Linked DNA regions of Drosophila melanogaster: region 1 is linked to region 2. A link is a contact called in public Hi-C data. All regions are on one chromosome and are shown on one strand. Each heading gives the region's core, a stretch centred on a gene start, on an enhancer-like site or on the middle of the called end of the contact. The rest is flanking DNA. Distances are from core to core; before and after follow the strand shown.

Evidence for each region. A called contact is a pair of places that touch in the nucleus more often than the background predicts.
Region 1: a Hi-C map of the Kc167 cell line shows a contact between it and region 2, with 2.0 times the contacts expected there. The contact joins the promoter of CG2694 here to the promoter of Zw10 in region 2. A contact is called at or near these places in 30 of 107 Hi-C or Micro-C datasets (the D17-c3 cell line, the Kc167 cell line, the ML-DmBG3-c2 cell line and 9 more) and 2 of 6 datasets of contacts at active chromatin or transcription factors (both in the Kc167 cell line).

Annotation. Positions count from the first base shown.
Region 1 is chrX:2,710,460-2,717,549 of dm6, reverse strand. It overlaps CG2694, which reads right to left and starts at 3,471. Exons shown (of 7, transcript NM_166950.3): 1 at 3,313-3,471; 2 at 3,097-3,226; 3 at 2,944-3,039; 4 at 2,270-2,773; 5 at 2,117-2,212; 6 at 845-2,036; 7 at 1-784. The coding sequence starts at 3,420. The coding sequence ends at 442. CG2685 reads left to right here and starts at 3,590. Exons shown (of 5, transcript NM_130667.4): 1 at 3,590-3,872; 2 at 3,929-4,054; 3 at 4,119-4,216; 4 at 4,280-5,457; 5 at 5,528-5,794. The coding sequence starts at 3,809. The coding sequence ends at 5,720. CG2681 reads right to left here. Exons shown (of 3, transcript NM_130666.2): 2 at 6,649-7,090; 3 at 5,882-6,579. The coding sequence ends at 6,004.
Region 2 is chrX:2,601,119-2,607,765 of dm6, reverse strand. Zw10 (Zeste-white 10) reads right to left here and starts at 3,569. Exons shown (of 2, transcript NM_080162.4): 1 at 2,114-3,569; 2 at 942-2,052. The coding sequence starts at 3,463. The coding sequence ends at 1,237. Klp3A (Kinesin-like protein at 3A) reads left to right here and starts at 3,714. Exons shown (of 6, transcript NM_080314.3): 1 at 3,714-4,086; 2 at 4,168-4,847; 3 at 4,921-5,072; 4 at 5,144-6,647. The coding sequence starts at 4,168. It overlaps Smyd3 (SET and MYND domain containing, class 3), which reads left to right. Exons shown (of 5, transcript NM_080029.4): 4 at 42-504; 5 at 570-1,086. The coding sequence ends at 940.

The sequences.
Region 1 (7,090 bases), core at 2,222-4,721, 110 kb before region 2:
CAATGCCTTCCATTTCTTCAAACATGCGACTATGATGGTTTCTCATATTAAATTGTTTTGATTTCTCATTTGATTCCGTAGAAAAAAAACAGCGACATGCTATTTCAATAGCCACCAGCGTTCCGACGAGACTTACTGTAGTAGTATTCACATGTAATTTGTTAGTTAAACATAAAAGTATATACTAGTTAACACGTAGACTAGCTGACGAACGCCTTCTCGGGATTCTGGGGCTCCGTGGAGCCCCCCATCCCATATAGCGCCATTGTACAGGTTATAGAAGTTTGTATAAAATGTAGGTAGGTATATAAAGTAGGTCACAGCGTGTTCGTTTTCACTGGAGGCTGCTCCATTTTGATGGGGCCGCCTTCCATGGTTGTTCATATAGTACTTATAAAATATATTCTTCAAGTTGTGTGCTAGCCGCTAGACAGCTGCCAGCTATTCCGTGGCGGCTGTCATCTTCGCGAACATTTCGTTGAGTAGCGCCATCTTCGAGGAGTGTGTGACGCCCCCCTCCGCGCCCAGCTTCAAATACTTGTCACGGATGAAACACTTGAACGGTGTCATCGTCCGATCGGAACGGGCGCCCTCGTGCATGTTCGCCTTGCTAACGGGCTTCACGCTCACCTCGAACTGGCAGTAGTAGCAGCGTATGTTGTACGATTTCAAGTCGGCCAAGCCGTAGGAGGAACGGCTGCACATGCTGCACGTATACATGAAGCTAGCTATGCACTCCATGAGGGCGGGCACCTCCGGAAAGGCCATCTTCGCCTGGTAGGTCCTGAGGAATGGGCACAGATAAGTGATGACACATTAAATGTATAGAAAGTAATGATCTTACCATCTGCGGCAGTTGTCGCCGTGACCCAACTCCCGGTTGAACAGGAAAGCCGCCACATGGCACATCTCGTGCAGCAGGAGATAGATAAGCTCGGCCGCAGTGTCTATGCTGTGCAGAAGCAGGATCTGTGCTGTGCGCCTGCCGGAGGCGTCGAAGCCAAGCTCGCATTTCCAGCGCTTCTTCATTGCGTGCTTCCAAACAATGGGCACCTGCAGGCCACAGTGGAAGACCGCGTGATTGAACATGTTGAACAGAACCTTGGCCAGTGCCACCTTAGATTGCTGGAAATTGGTCCGCCGGAAGGTGAGGGCCAGCGGATGGCACATGTTGAGCGAGACTGACGGTCTGAGCGACTGGACGAAACCGTAGAAATGTGGGTGCCGCTCCAGGCGGGCTACACAGCTCTTGTGGCGGCGGCAGTTGGTGGCTAGTTGCTTTTGGCTGGGAAGCTCGCTTAGATCAATGGGCTCCTTGACAGAGTCTGGTGTTTTCTTCTGAAAGCAGTCCAAATTCACCTGGATTATAGAGTCATCCATGTGCTTAGTCTGGAGCTCATTCACGGTCGGTGTGTAGGTATGCGATAAATTCAAGTTGGAGCAAATGGATGTCGGCGTTGTTTCCTGCCATATTCGTGACCTGGCCGATGGAGTAACTGGGCTTGGTGAGGACCTAGGTGATGGATTGGTAACAAGACTGGTCGGTACGTACACATCCATCTCAATATCCCCCCGATCCATATTGTATTCCGACGGATCGAAGAGCTTGCGACGTGATGGAATCAGACCCAAAAACTTGTGCATCTGCGTCTTGAGTTCCTTATCGTCTTCCAGAACGATATTGGGCTGTGGTTTATCCCTAATGATCACGATTTTGCCGCCCAATTCGACATAGACCATCGGAGGTGTTGCCTCCGGCGACGAGCGGCTGCCATCGGGGCTGAAGGCTAAGCTGGTGTTTCTAAAGCTACGCCGTTTGCGCTCCGTCCACTTGAGCTGATCGAAATCTTCTCCCTCATACTCATCGTCGTCGGCATCCAGTGACACCTCGTCGGAGTCCTCCTCGCCATCGCCCTTCGACTGGGAGGAGGAGGAGTAGTCAAACTGCTGGTTCGGACGTGAGACCACAACACGACCACTGCGCGTCACCACGGGTTGATTCGAGGAGATGTTCATCTCGTTCAGATTCTGGTAAGCTGCGTAGTAGCAATTTAGTAAATGGTTTAGCTAGAGCAGGTGCCCCTAAGGTTGCAGATCAATTCGACCTCTTACTCACAAATCTTTTTGGCCAACACATCGCCCTTGGTCTGCGGCGATCTGCGCTTCGCGCCCAGTTTGTGTGTCTTCATGTCGGTTTCAATGGCACTAGGATCTATTGCATTCGCAGTGTTATAATTATTATTGTTATTACTGATTGATCGGCACTCACTGCTGCTGCCCGAATCAAGTGAGAGATCGATGTATGAGGAGTCCTCGGTGAACTCCTTGCGCAGTTCTTCGAAGTCGGAGGAGTTACAGAGCTCGGACGAGTGAAGGAAGCTGCACGCCGTAGCTGAGGAATCATCGGACACTAGTATTATGCTTCCGCTGTCGCTGTTGACGGTCGCAACTGAAGCATTTTGATGGGCTTCCACCTGGGGCTGGGATTGGGGCGTCTTGCACGGCAACTTCAAATGAACCAGTGCCAATTCGGATTGACTGGCCGGCATGGGCGCTGGGTCGCAGCCAATCTGTGCGTTGTCATGGTCCTCTAGTTTCCAGTCCTGGAGCAGGCCGGCCAGAAGGATGTCCTCCGAATTGGCACTTGGCTTCGCGGACATTTCGAATGCGAAATCGAATTCGTTATTTTGTTTGCGGCTTTGACTTTTTTCGATTTGAGGTAGCGGCGTTATTTTCCTATCGTATATCGACACAAATTGCTCGAATGCCAGTGCTGAAAAACAACGGCACGAGAAGCTCTGTAAACGGCAATGTTGACTGATAGCGGGAAAGTTTGAGGCCGGTTATTGGGATGACTTAAAAAGCACAAGCACAGCTAGTTGCCTGCATGAATTTAGCTTGGGCTGCCCGATATCCCATATTCCCATAACCAGACCCACTTACCTTTTTTGGCGTTCGGCTCGTCGTCCCCGCAGCCTGGCCAGAGACGCTTCACGGCCAACTTCGGTGTCTTCCCCTCGCCATGAATGGAACCAGGACCTGCATCATGAAAACGAAATGAAAATGCAGGTGTCAAGTAGATAACATTGTTATTACCTATGTCCCACAGCTTGCGGCTGTGCAGGTTCTGCAATTTTGTGCTCTCCGTGGTGGGCACGTCCTTCTGGCCCTCTCCCGGCGTGGAGGTAAGGAAATCGTCTGAAATCCTTATCAGCGCGCCCGGTATCTGATTGGGTGTGAATAGGACATGGGATTGCGACGCCTTGCACGCGGTTACATGAAATCAACCAAATGGGCTTAGGATTGACTGACCTGGCTGGCGACTGGTTCACATCCTACCTGTACGCCACTATTGTTCAACTGTGCATTCATCCTTTCGTCCGGAATCTTTAACTGCTGTGCAGAGCTCTCGAATGCCATCGTACTGGCAATTTCGCGTCTGTTGCCGCGTTACCTATGTGGCGGTAATAATCGTCTATCGTTTTTCTAATCCTGGCTAGTGATGAAAAACATCGGAGAAAACTTTTGAGCGTATGGGATGTTAGCTATTCCCCGCCAAATTTTGTTGGTCACACTTCGAGCTCTAGTGCTTACTGTTCTGTTTTTATCGATATCAGCCTGCGCGTGTATCGGCCTATCGAGCTGCAAACGAATAAATAAATAAAAATATAAATAAATCAATTGAAAGTGATATTATAAAAGCAAATTAGGACGTTGGGCAGGAAAAAAACGCCGGTAACAATATTGCAGCGCCGGCGTTTAGGTGAAGTCATTCGTTTAGTTGCAGCAACAAGAAATAGCCAGCAAGATGGGACGCCGCTCCATAAACACCACGAAGAGTGGAAAGTACATGAATCCCACGGACCAGGCGCGTAAGTATGATCCTTTTTAGCTCGATATGTTGAATCCACCATGCTGCACCTTTCAGGCAAGGAGGCCCGCAAGAAGGAGCTCAAGAAGAACAAGAAACAGCGCCAAATGGTGCGGGCCGCCGTTTTGAAGAACAAGGATCCTTCACAGATACTTGAGGAGATGGAGAAGATCGACGAGATGGGTGAGTAGTCCATCGAGCCTGCAGGATTCGCGTCAGCCACTCATGCAGCGTCTACAATTTGCAGAGTACAACGTTCTGCAACCATCGCCGCTGAACGAGAAGGTGCTGCGCGACAAGCGCAAAAAGCTGAAGGAAACATTCGACCGCGTAATGCGACTCTATGTAAGACCAACTCGGCACGATAATAGTGTAGTCCACCTAACAACTGAAATATCCATCTTCCAGCACAATGACGAGCCGGAGCACTGGGCGGACCTCAAGCGCAAGGAGGTGGAGTATGAGAAGAAGCGCCTGAAGAAGCAGCAGTACTACGAAAGCGTTAAGCACGCCCAGAGCGTCCAGATTGACGAAATTCCACTGCCCGCTCCGGTGTCTGCCGTGTCAGGCGGTTCTACCGAAACGACTGGCGGATCGGTGGTTGCGGGATTCGGCGCATCCGTTGTCATACGCCTTCCCCCACCGCCCATGACAATGGCACTGCCGCCTTATGCTCCAGGCGCTCCACCAGGCGTGTCCAGAAATAGCGATTTAGCCAGCGAGGCGCAAGTGGAGAAATCGAAGGAGAACGAGCAAAAGGATTGGCTGGGTGTCCCGCCGGGACCGCCGCCAGATCTGTTTGCCTTTTCCGAACTCAATTCCGATGCCGAGGGAAATACTGACTACGATGGTGAGGGCGAGGAGGAGGAGCCAGAGCCATTGAAGAAGGGCAAGGATAAAGAGAAGGACAAGAACAGCGAGGCCACCGAGCCAAATAACCAAAATATCGACGACTTCATGAAGGAAATGGAGCATGTGCACAAGCGTAAGCATCGAAAACTGGCGGCTAAAGAGGACGAGGCCGACAAAAAGCGGGAGGAGGACGATGGGAAAGATATAGATAAGATAGAGGAACGAACATCTGACTCCGATAAGAGAACCGCCAGCAGTACGGACGATGAGGACGACGATGACCAGGATGAGGATGAAAATATGCCCGAAGTGCCGACCAAGCCAGCATCAGTCAAATCATCTACAGCGACACCCGCGCCAGCTCCTCCGACAGCGCCCACATTGCCGACTATTCCGCTGCCACCAGCGTCGTCTGTGCCTGCGCCGCCACAGCTGCCACACCTACCGCCAATTCCTAATCTTGGGCCACCTGGCATAATGTACCGACCTCCACCCATGCGACCTCCTCACCCGGGTTCCGGCTTTGGCATACGCATGCCACCTGGACCGCCGCCAGGACCCAGGGCACCGCATGGCCTGGGACCAATACCGCGCATGGGCATCAGGATGCCACCAGGACCGCCGCCAGGTCTGCCTCCGCGCCTTGCGCACCACAATAAGCAGGGAGGCGGCGCAGGTGCACCAAAGGAGTCAGCCAAGGGTGTGGCCACTATTACAGCCAAGCCACAAATCAGGTGGGTTCGATGACTTTCCGGCGCAGTAGAACCAATTCCCATTACTAAACATTCCAAACTTACTCATTAGGAATCTGAGTGCGGATGTCACCCGCTTTGTACCGTCCACGTTGCGAGTGAAGCGCGAGGATCAGCGACGCACGGCGAGGCCCAGGCATGCGGCCAACGATGGACACCACGCCCACTCCGAGGCGCACAGCAAGCCGCCCACCAAGGATGACGCCTATCTGCAGTTCATGAACGAGATGCAGGGCTTGCTGTAGCACGCAAAAGGAGTCGCGTAGTGGTAGCTGAGTAGTCTAAGTCCTAGATAAAACGTGTCATCCAAACCAATACCAAACCAAACTCGTTTCATTCGCAGCTTGCTACGGACTGAGATTCAAGTAACGAACGTGTGTGGAGTATAATTTGTTTTTTTTTTTTTATTTTTTATTTTATTTATTTCGGTTTTAGTACATATACAATAGATTAAAACATTTGCTATATTTACATGCTTTCAACTCTTGCGACTGTTGACGAATTAGAAAAGGCACACACACGGAATCACTACTTGCCATTGCTTTGGACCGGAGAGGTCGATCCATCCCTGACTGCCTTCTTGCTGAACGGGCGCAGCTCCACGATATCCGCCTTGAGTGCCCGGAAGCTTCTTCGCAGCGAATCCGACACCTTTTTCGTGTAACTCGTGCTGTTGCTGCACTGGGAGAGCTTATCGTCGCCATTTCCATTGCGCAGATCGGCGGCCAGCGGACGCAGCTCATCCTCCGCGGGCGTGGCATCGTTCAGAGTGTTCCGCAGATATTTCCGATTGAAGTGCAGCTGCGGTGTGCCCCACTTGCGCTCGAGCTCCACACCGCCGGCTCCGTCGGCTCCAATGGCCCCAGCGCCGTCGGCTGCAGCCGGATCCTCCTCCGAGTCCGGACTGGCCACATCCGCTTTGGTCACCTCGCCGATGGCCTCCTTGTAGGTGCGCGTAATGATCATGTTGGTCGGCACGCTCTTCACGTTGACGCCTCCATTCGGGGCCTGTTCCAGGTCCGCCGGCTGCGGCAGATTTTGGCGAGGTGGTTTTGCGCGACGCGGCGACTTGACCGCCAGCACACTCACGCGGTAATGAAGAACCTGCCGGGTGGTCGTCGAATGAGTGGATTAGTTAGAATGCTGGACATTTGGTGCTAAGTACTCCCTCACCTTGTCCTGGTCCAGAAAGCGGTTAAGCTCCGTCAGCGGAATGCTGACACATGTGCCCTCCATGAGGATGTCCTTGTCGTACTCGCTGTGCACGGGAAACTTCTGGGTCATGGACAGCGCCTCGTTGTCTGGCAGCAGCACCGTCACCTCGTAGGCGAAGTTGTACTTGCTGTCCCGCCGGTTCGACGTGCAGGTCATGGTGAACAGCACACGCTGGCGGTCGTGGATCTCGTAGAAGTTGAACATTTCGTCGTGCGCCTGGAAGACATAGTAGCCGGTTAACGGTTTCCGCCGCGTGCCTAGATTCCATTCCAGATCAGCGCTGCTTGACCGAAACAGGCGGTCGTCGTGCTGCTCCTCCAGATGCTCTTTCCACTGCACCTCGCGCCCCTGCCAGCGGCAATCGCCCCACACTCGGCCCATGAAGCACTTCATCGGCTTG
Region 2 (6,647 bases), core at 2,320-4,819:
TTACGCGGGAGCTCATGCTCTTTCTTCTCTGCTCTTTGCAGCTGATCACCAATGGCTTCAATATCTTGGACGCCGAGATGAACTCAATTGCCACGGCCATATATCTGGGCGTCTCGATTACGGACCATAGCTGCCAGCCAAATGCGGTCGCCACCTTCGAGGGCAACGAGCTGCACGTCCACGCGATCGAGGACATGGAATGCCTGGACTGGTCGAAAATCTTCATCAGCTACATCGACCTGCTCAATACGCCGGAGCAGAGGCGTCTGGACCTCAAGGAGCACTACTACTTCCTATGCGTGTGCAGCAAGTGCACGGATGCCAAGGAATCGAAGGAGATGCTGGCTGCCCTGTGTCCCAATCGCAACTGCGGTGCGGGAATCAGTGTGGACCGCAATAATTGCCCGCGATGCGATGCCGGCATCAGTCCCAAGTTGAGAAATGCCTTCAACGAGGCGATGACTCTGACCCGGCACAATCTGGAGAACATGAAGGACGTGGCCTGTGAGTAGATGCGACGAAATGGAATTAGCTCCATAATAAGCACATTTTCACTCTCTCGATCACAGATCTCGATGTGTGCAAGGTGTGTCTGGACAAGCAGACTGGCGTGTTCCATCCCCTGAATGTGTGGTACGTCAAGACGCTCGATGCGGCCTTCGAAGCAGCCATCGAAGTGGGCAAGTGGAGCGACGCCCTGGATTACGGGCAACGTTTGCTGCCAGGCTTTCGAAAATACCACGGACCCTGGAATCCGCTATTGGGCCTGCTTCACATGAAGCTGGGCAAGATTCAGCTCTACGAGGGCCATTCCAAGGAGGCACTGCACCATCTGGAGGAGGCCCAACGCATCCTAACCGTCACCCACGGCCGAGATCACAGACTGCTTACTGAGCAGCTATACATGCTCGTTCTACAAGCGCGACAAGAGGCGCACTAATGGGATTTAGTTGTTTTTATTCATTTAAATAAGTCTTAAGTTAAATATTGTGTTGCGTTGCGGGAAGAATGGAATGGATTTTTGTGGATAATTACTTTTCTATGTACAACAGAAACCATTCGGAGAATTAAAGATTATCAAATTCTATTACTTTTGGCATTTGTGGTAAACAATTCAAGGAATTAAAGTAAGGACACATTGATGGTGATCATCAAATTTAGACTCCGTTTACCACCTCAAATGTGATGTCTATCCGCCGTTCAACATTCCTCGCTCGCAAAAAAGGCGCACGCGCCCTATACAATCTGCGTAATGGCCTTGGCCCGCCAATCCGTATCCTGGAACAACGCCCTGATTAGGTGCTTTATCTCATCCGACTTGTAGCTGGCGGTCAGCGGGCCGACGCCGTCGCCCCACAGCTCTGTGATCTCCATGAGCGACGCGTTCAGCATGGCCTTCAGTTGCTGCAGCTTAAGCCAAGAGAGCACCTGGACCACCTCGTTTGGTTCGCGGAAAAGCGTGGGCGCCCGCTGGAGCACCACGTCAATGAGATCGCTCAGCTCACAGGCCATCTGTGCGGAAATGTCGCGCAGCGTGAACACTCGACGGATTAGCTCGGCGACAAATGTGTTGATTAGCTCGCAGAAGGTTGCATTGTACACGGTCTCCGGGAGCACATTGGCCCACACGTTCTTCAGCAGCTCCAGCTGGCGAAGGCACTGACGCACCAGCTTCAGTGGACCAGAGCCCAGCGTGTGCGTGCTCTCGAACTCGAACTCCTGCATGATGCCCATCAGGATGGAGGATTGGTAGTCGACCTGCACGCGGAAATGCTGCTGACCGGTGGCCTGCAGTGTCTTGGCCAGCGCCGCCAAGCTTTCGATGCCCTTGTTCGCATGCTGCGCTACCCAGTGTGTGAAGAACATACAATTGTTGTGGAACAGGACGGCCTGCTGTGGAATGCTCTCGAGCAGCTTGCGGTGCACCTTGGGCACCTCATTGATGTAGGTGTGCAGCATGATGGAAATGACGCCGGCTATGGGATCGGCCTCTTGGTCGCCCAGTTTATCCGTGGGCTGGCGAAGAATGCGGTCCATTAGTTTGACAAAGTCCTGCCGGCGAAAATGAATCCATTAGTGCGTAATCAATCGTTTCGTTTAGCGAACGACTTACCTGAGCACTTTTCGAGATCATGCAGCGTGGGAAGAGGAAGGGATCGTTTGCCACTTCGGCTGAGTGGTTGTTGGGCGCCACCAGCACCATGTCCTGCAGATCGCGCTGGATGATCTCCCGCGCCGTTTCCAGAACTCGACGATACATCCGATTGCGGTAGTAGGTCTCGTACTTCTCTACAAACTGCCCTAGGGCTCGATCTTGCTCGGGATTGATGATGAATGAGTCTACAAGCAGCTGCTCCAGCTGGGCGACATCCTCACACAGCGTGGATGTCTGATACTCCTCCGTGCTTTCGGGCACAGCTGGTATCAGGCACTCGTCCACCAGTAATTTCAGCATTTTATCCTTCACATGATCGCCAATAATGCCAAAAACATGTTGGTCCCTGGACACACTGCAGTTGATCCCGGCCAGCGTGTGCAGCAGCAGCCTGAGGTTCTCCAAGACCTGCTTGTAGTTCGGGCGAAGCTGCGCTGAGCTGGGCTCCTTGGTGGCGTAGGAAAGCGACAATCGAACGTAGGTGCCACCATCGGCTTCTTCGCTGTAATCGGCCATCACTGGGCGCATGATCACCGGTTCTATGCAATTGTCCAGCAGGAATTCGCAGAGGCGCGCCGGATTGTAGGGCTCCTGGAAGAGAGCCTGCACAATATCCTGCAGCTGCGTTTGATCCCGGCTCACCTGCAAGGTGACGCAACGCGATGTGGGAAAGGATTTGCACTGCAGCTGCACCAGGCGATCGAAGCGCTCCTGGAGGCTCTGCTGCAGCATATATGCCTGTACATGGTATTTCACCTTGATGGTCTCGTAGCACTCGAGAGCCTTAAAGATGCGTCGAACCTCTGGCGTGGCCACCTGCGCGTCCCCGTCAACGGAATCATCGCCATAGATGAAAGCCCTCAAACGACCGACAAGGTCCAGTAACACCAAGTAATCCTTGGTGGCCTTGGCCTCCTCCACGCACTGGAACAGCTCGTCGATCCTTAGCACATGCTCGCTGACACCCAGACCCAAAAGGATCTCTCGCAGCTGCCTGCCGTTACCCGCCATCTTGACATTCGCCTCGTCCAAGGCGTCCAGTCCCTCGGAACCCAAGTTCTCGAGCATGTCGTGAATCTCGCGATTCAAGGACCCCGACTCCTCCAGAAATATGTCCGGCGACGTGTTGTTGGGCAAAAACTCCGTGTAGTTGTCTTCGATGTGCTTGCGGACGCGCATCTGGAAGCGATTAACGCGCGTCAGCACTTTTAATATGGCCGATTGGGTGGCCTCCACGTTGGCGCACCCGTTCCCATTGCCGTTGAACGCCTCCTCCAGCACATTGAACCGCGGCGCCTCTTCCTCCATGTCCTGCTCTTTGACCAGATCCTCCTTTTCCAATTCTTGCGAAACCCAAGACAACTGGTTTCTGCAATTCCCTGTTGCTACCAACGATTGTTCAAAAAAGCGATAGATATGTGCGGCTGTCTGCTATCGGCTATCGGCGAATTGGCTAGTTGACAAGAATTGGGCTCTTATCACTGGCAGTAGCTAAAATAGTTGTAGATCTAGGTAGCTTTTATTTTTATGTATAAGTATGTAGATACACTGTCAATGATTCATTTTGTCAAATCGGCGTGCACAAATCGTCCAACCACATTTTTGCAAATGTGCTATTCAAGAGCCAAATTATAAAAAAATCGAAATCTTTCTACACCGGCACCTCCGTCGATCGCGCCACTAATCGACATCTGCAACGAATCGATAACAACGCCATTTTTAAAAATACTGGCAGAAATGCATTTGCTTCTTAGCGTCGCGTTTCATTAGTTTAGTTCCTTGATCCAAAAATCGAATTCATTGAGAGTGCCGGGCTGCGCGTGGAGAAGCCGCGTTGCTCCAAAATCTAGACCAACCAAAATTCTAAGTTTTTGTAAGTGCTAACCAGTTGATCAGTTAACCAAAGTCGGACTTGCTGTGCCCCAGAGAAGGTAAGTGGTTGGTGGTGTTGGTCGAGATGGCGGTAAAGGTGATGGAATGTTATGATTGTCCTTCCCTCCCCCTACCCCCAGATGTCCAGCGAGGATCCCAGCTGTGTGGCAGTGGCCTTGCGCGTGCGCCCCTTGGTGCAGTCCGAGTTGGATCGCGGCTGCCGGATTGCCGTCGAACGATCGGCGGATGGAGCGCCACAGGTTACAGTCAACCGGAATGAGTCGTATACGTACAACTATGTCTTCGACATTGACGACTCGCAAAAGGATCTATTCGAGACGTGTGTACAGGCCAAAGTGAAAAAGCTGTTAAATGGCTATAACGTAACAATCTTGGCATATGGACAAACGGGTTCCGGAAAGACCTACACTATGGGCACCGCCTTCAACGGAGTGTTAGATGACCATGTGGGCGTTATACCACGCGCCGTTCATGATATATTCACAGCCATTGCGGAAATGCAGAGCGAATTTCGTTTTGCTGTCACATGCTCTTTTGTGGAGCTCTACCAGGAGCAGTTCTATGACCTTTTTTCGTCGAAAACTCGGGACAAGGCCACCGTAGACATCAGGGAGGTCAAGAACCGTATTATCATGCCGGGCCTCACCGAGCTAGTGGTCACATCCGCCCAGCAAGTGACCGATCATCTGATCCGCGGCTCAGCCGGACGGGCTGTGGCCGCCACGGCTATGAATGAAACCTCTTCAAGATCCCATGCCATATTCACATTGACGCTAGTAGCCACCAAGCTGGACGGCAAGTATGTTGTGGGCCGCCATCACCTCGTTAGAATACTTAATGCTTATACACATTTGACCTCCAATCTCCGATAGGCAATCCGTTACCACGTCCAGGTTCAACCTGGTGGATCTGGCTGGTTCTGAACGCTGCTCAAAGACCCTAGCCAGCGGCGATCGGTTCAAAGAGGGTGTGAACATCAATAAGGGTCTTCTGGCCCTGGGCAACGTGATCAATGCCCTGGGATGTGAGTATCTATCATTTAGCCACTGGCTTGAAAATTGATCTCCATTTTTATATATTCCATATAAATTGCAGCTGGCCAGGCCGCTGGCTACATACCCTATCGCCAGTCCAAGCTGACGCGTCTGCTGCAGGACTCCCTGGGCGGTAATTCCATTACGCTGATGATTGCTTGCGTCAGTCCCGCCGACTACAACGTGGCCGAGACATTGAGCACCCTACGCTATGCGGATCGAGCACTGCAAATCAAAAACAAGCCAGTGGTCAATCTCGATCCGCATGCGGCGGAGGTTAATATGCTGAAGGACGTCATCCAAAAGCTGCGTGTAGAGCTATTGTCGGGCGGCAAGATGAGCAGTTCCTTAATTAGCGCTGTTGGAGCCGCAGGCTTGGGTGCCATTCCCTGTGAGGAGTCACTAGCTGGTTCAATGGCCAATGCAGCCGAGATCCAGCGGCTTAAGGAACAGGTGCGCACCCTGCAGGACAGGAATAGGAAATTACAGCAAGAGCTTCATCAGTCGTTGCTCGATCTCACCGAGAAAGAAATGCGTGCCCACATCGCCGAGCAGGCACACGATAAACTCCGAAGCCATGTGTCGGAGCTAAAGAACAAACTGGATCAAAGAGAACAGGCGCAATTTGGAAACGAAAATACAAATGGTGACAATGAGATGCGTGATTTCTCACTGCTGGTGAATCGAGTGCACGTAGAATTGCAACGCACTCAGGAGGAGCTGGAGTCCCAGGGCCATGAGTCACGCCAGCGACTGAGCAGTCGTTCCCATACAGAAGGCGGGGAAAGCGGCGGCGATGAGGTCCATGAAATGCTGCATTCCCATTCGGAGGAGTATACCAACAAGCAAATGAACTTCGCTGGCGAACTGCGCAACATCAATCGCCAGCTGGATCTCAAACAGGAGCTGCACGAGCGTATTATGCGCAACTTTAGCAGACTGGATTCGGATGACGAGGATGTCAAGTTGCGGCTGTGCAACCAAAAGATCGACGATCTCGAGGCGGAGCGACGAGACCTCATGGATCAGCTGCGCAACATTAAGAGCAAAGATATATCTGCCAAATTGGCGGAGGAGCGACGCAAACGCCTGCAGCTCCTGGAGCAGGAGATCTCCGATCTGCGCCGGAAGCTGATCACGCAGGCCAACTTGCTAAAGATACGAGACAAGGAGCGTGAAAAGATTCAAAATCTAAGTACCGAAATCCGCACCATGAAGGAATCCAAGGTGAAGCTCATACGAGCAATGCGTGGTGAGTCCGAGAAGTTCCGCCAATGGAAGATGGTTCGCGAAAAGGAGCTAACCCAACTAAAGAGCAAGGACCGCAAAATGCAATCGGAGATTGTGCGCCAACAGACGTTGCACTCCAAGCAGCGCCAGGTCCTCAAGCGCAAGTGCGAGGAGGCACTGGCTGCCAACAAGAGGCTGAAGGATGCTCTCGAGCGGCAGGCATCGGCGCAGGCCCAGCGTCACAAGTACAAGGATAACGGGGGCTCGGCCGCTGGCTCCTCCAACGCGAACGCGAAGACAGATTCCTGGGTGGATCGTGAACTGGAGATCATACT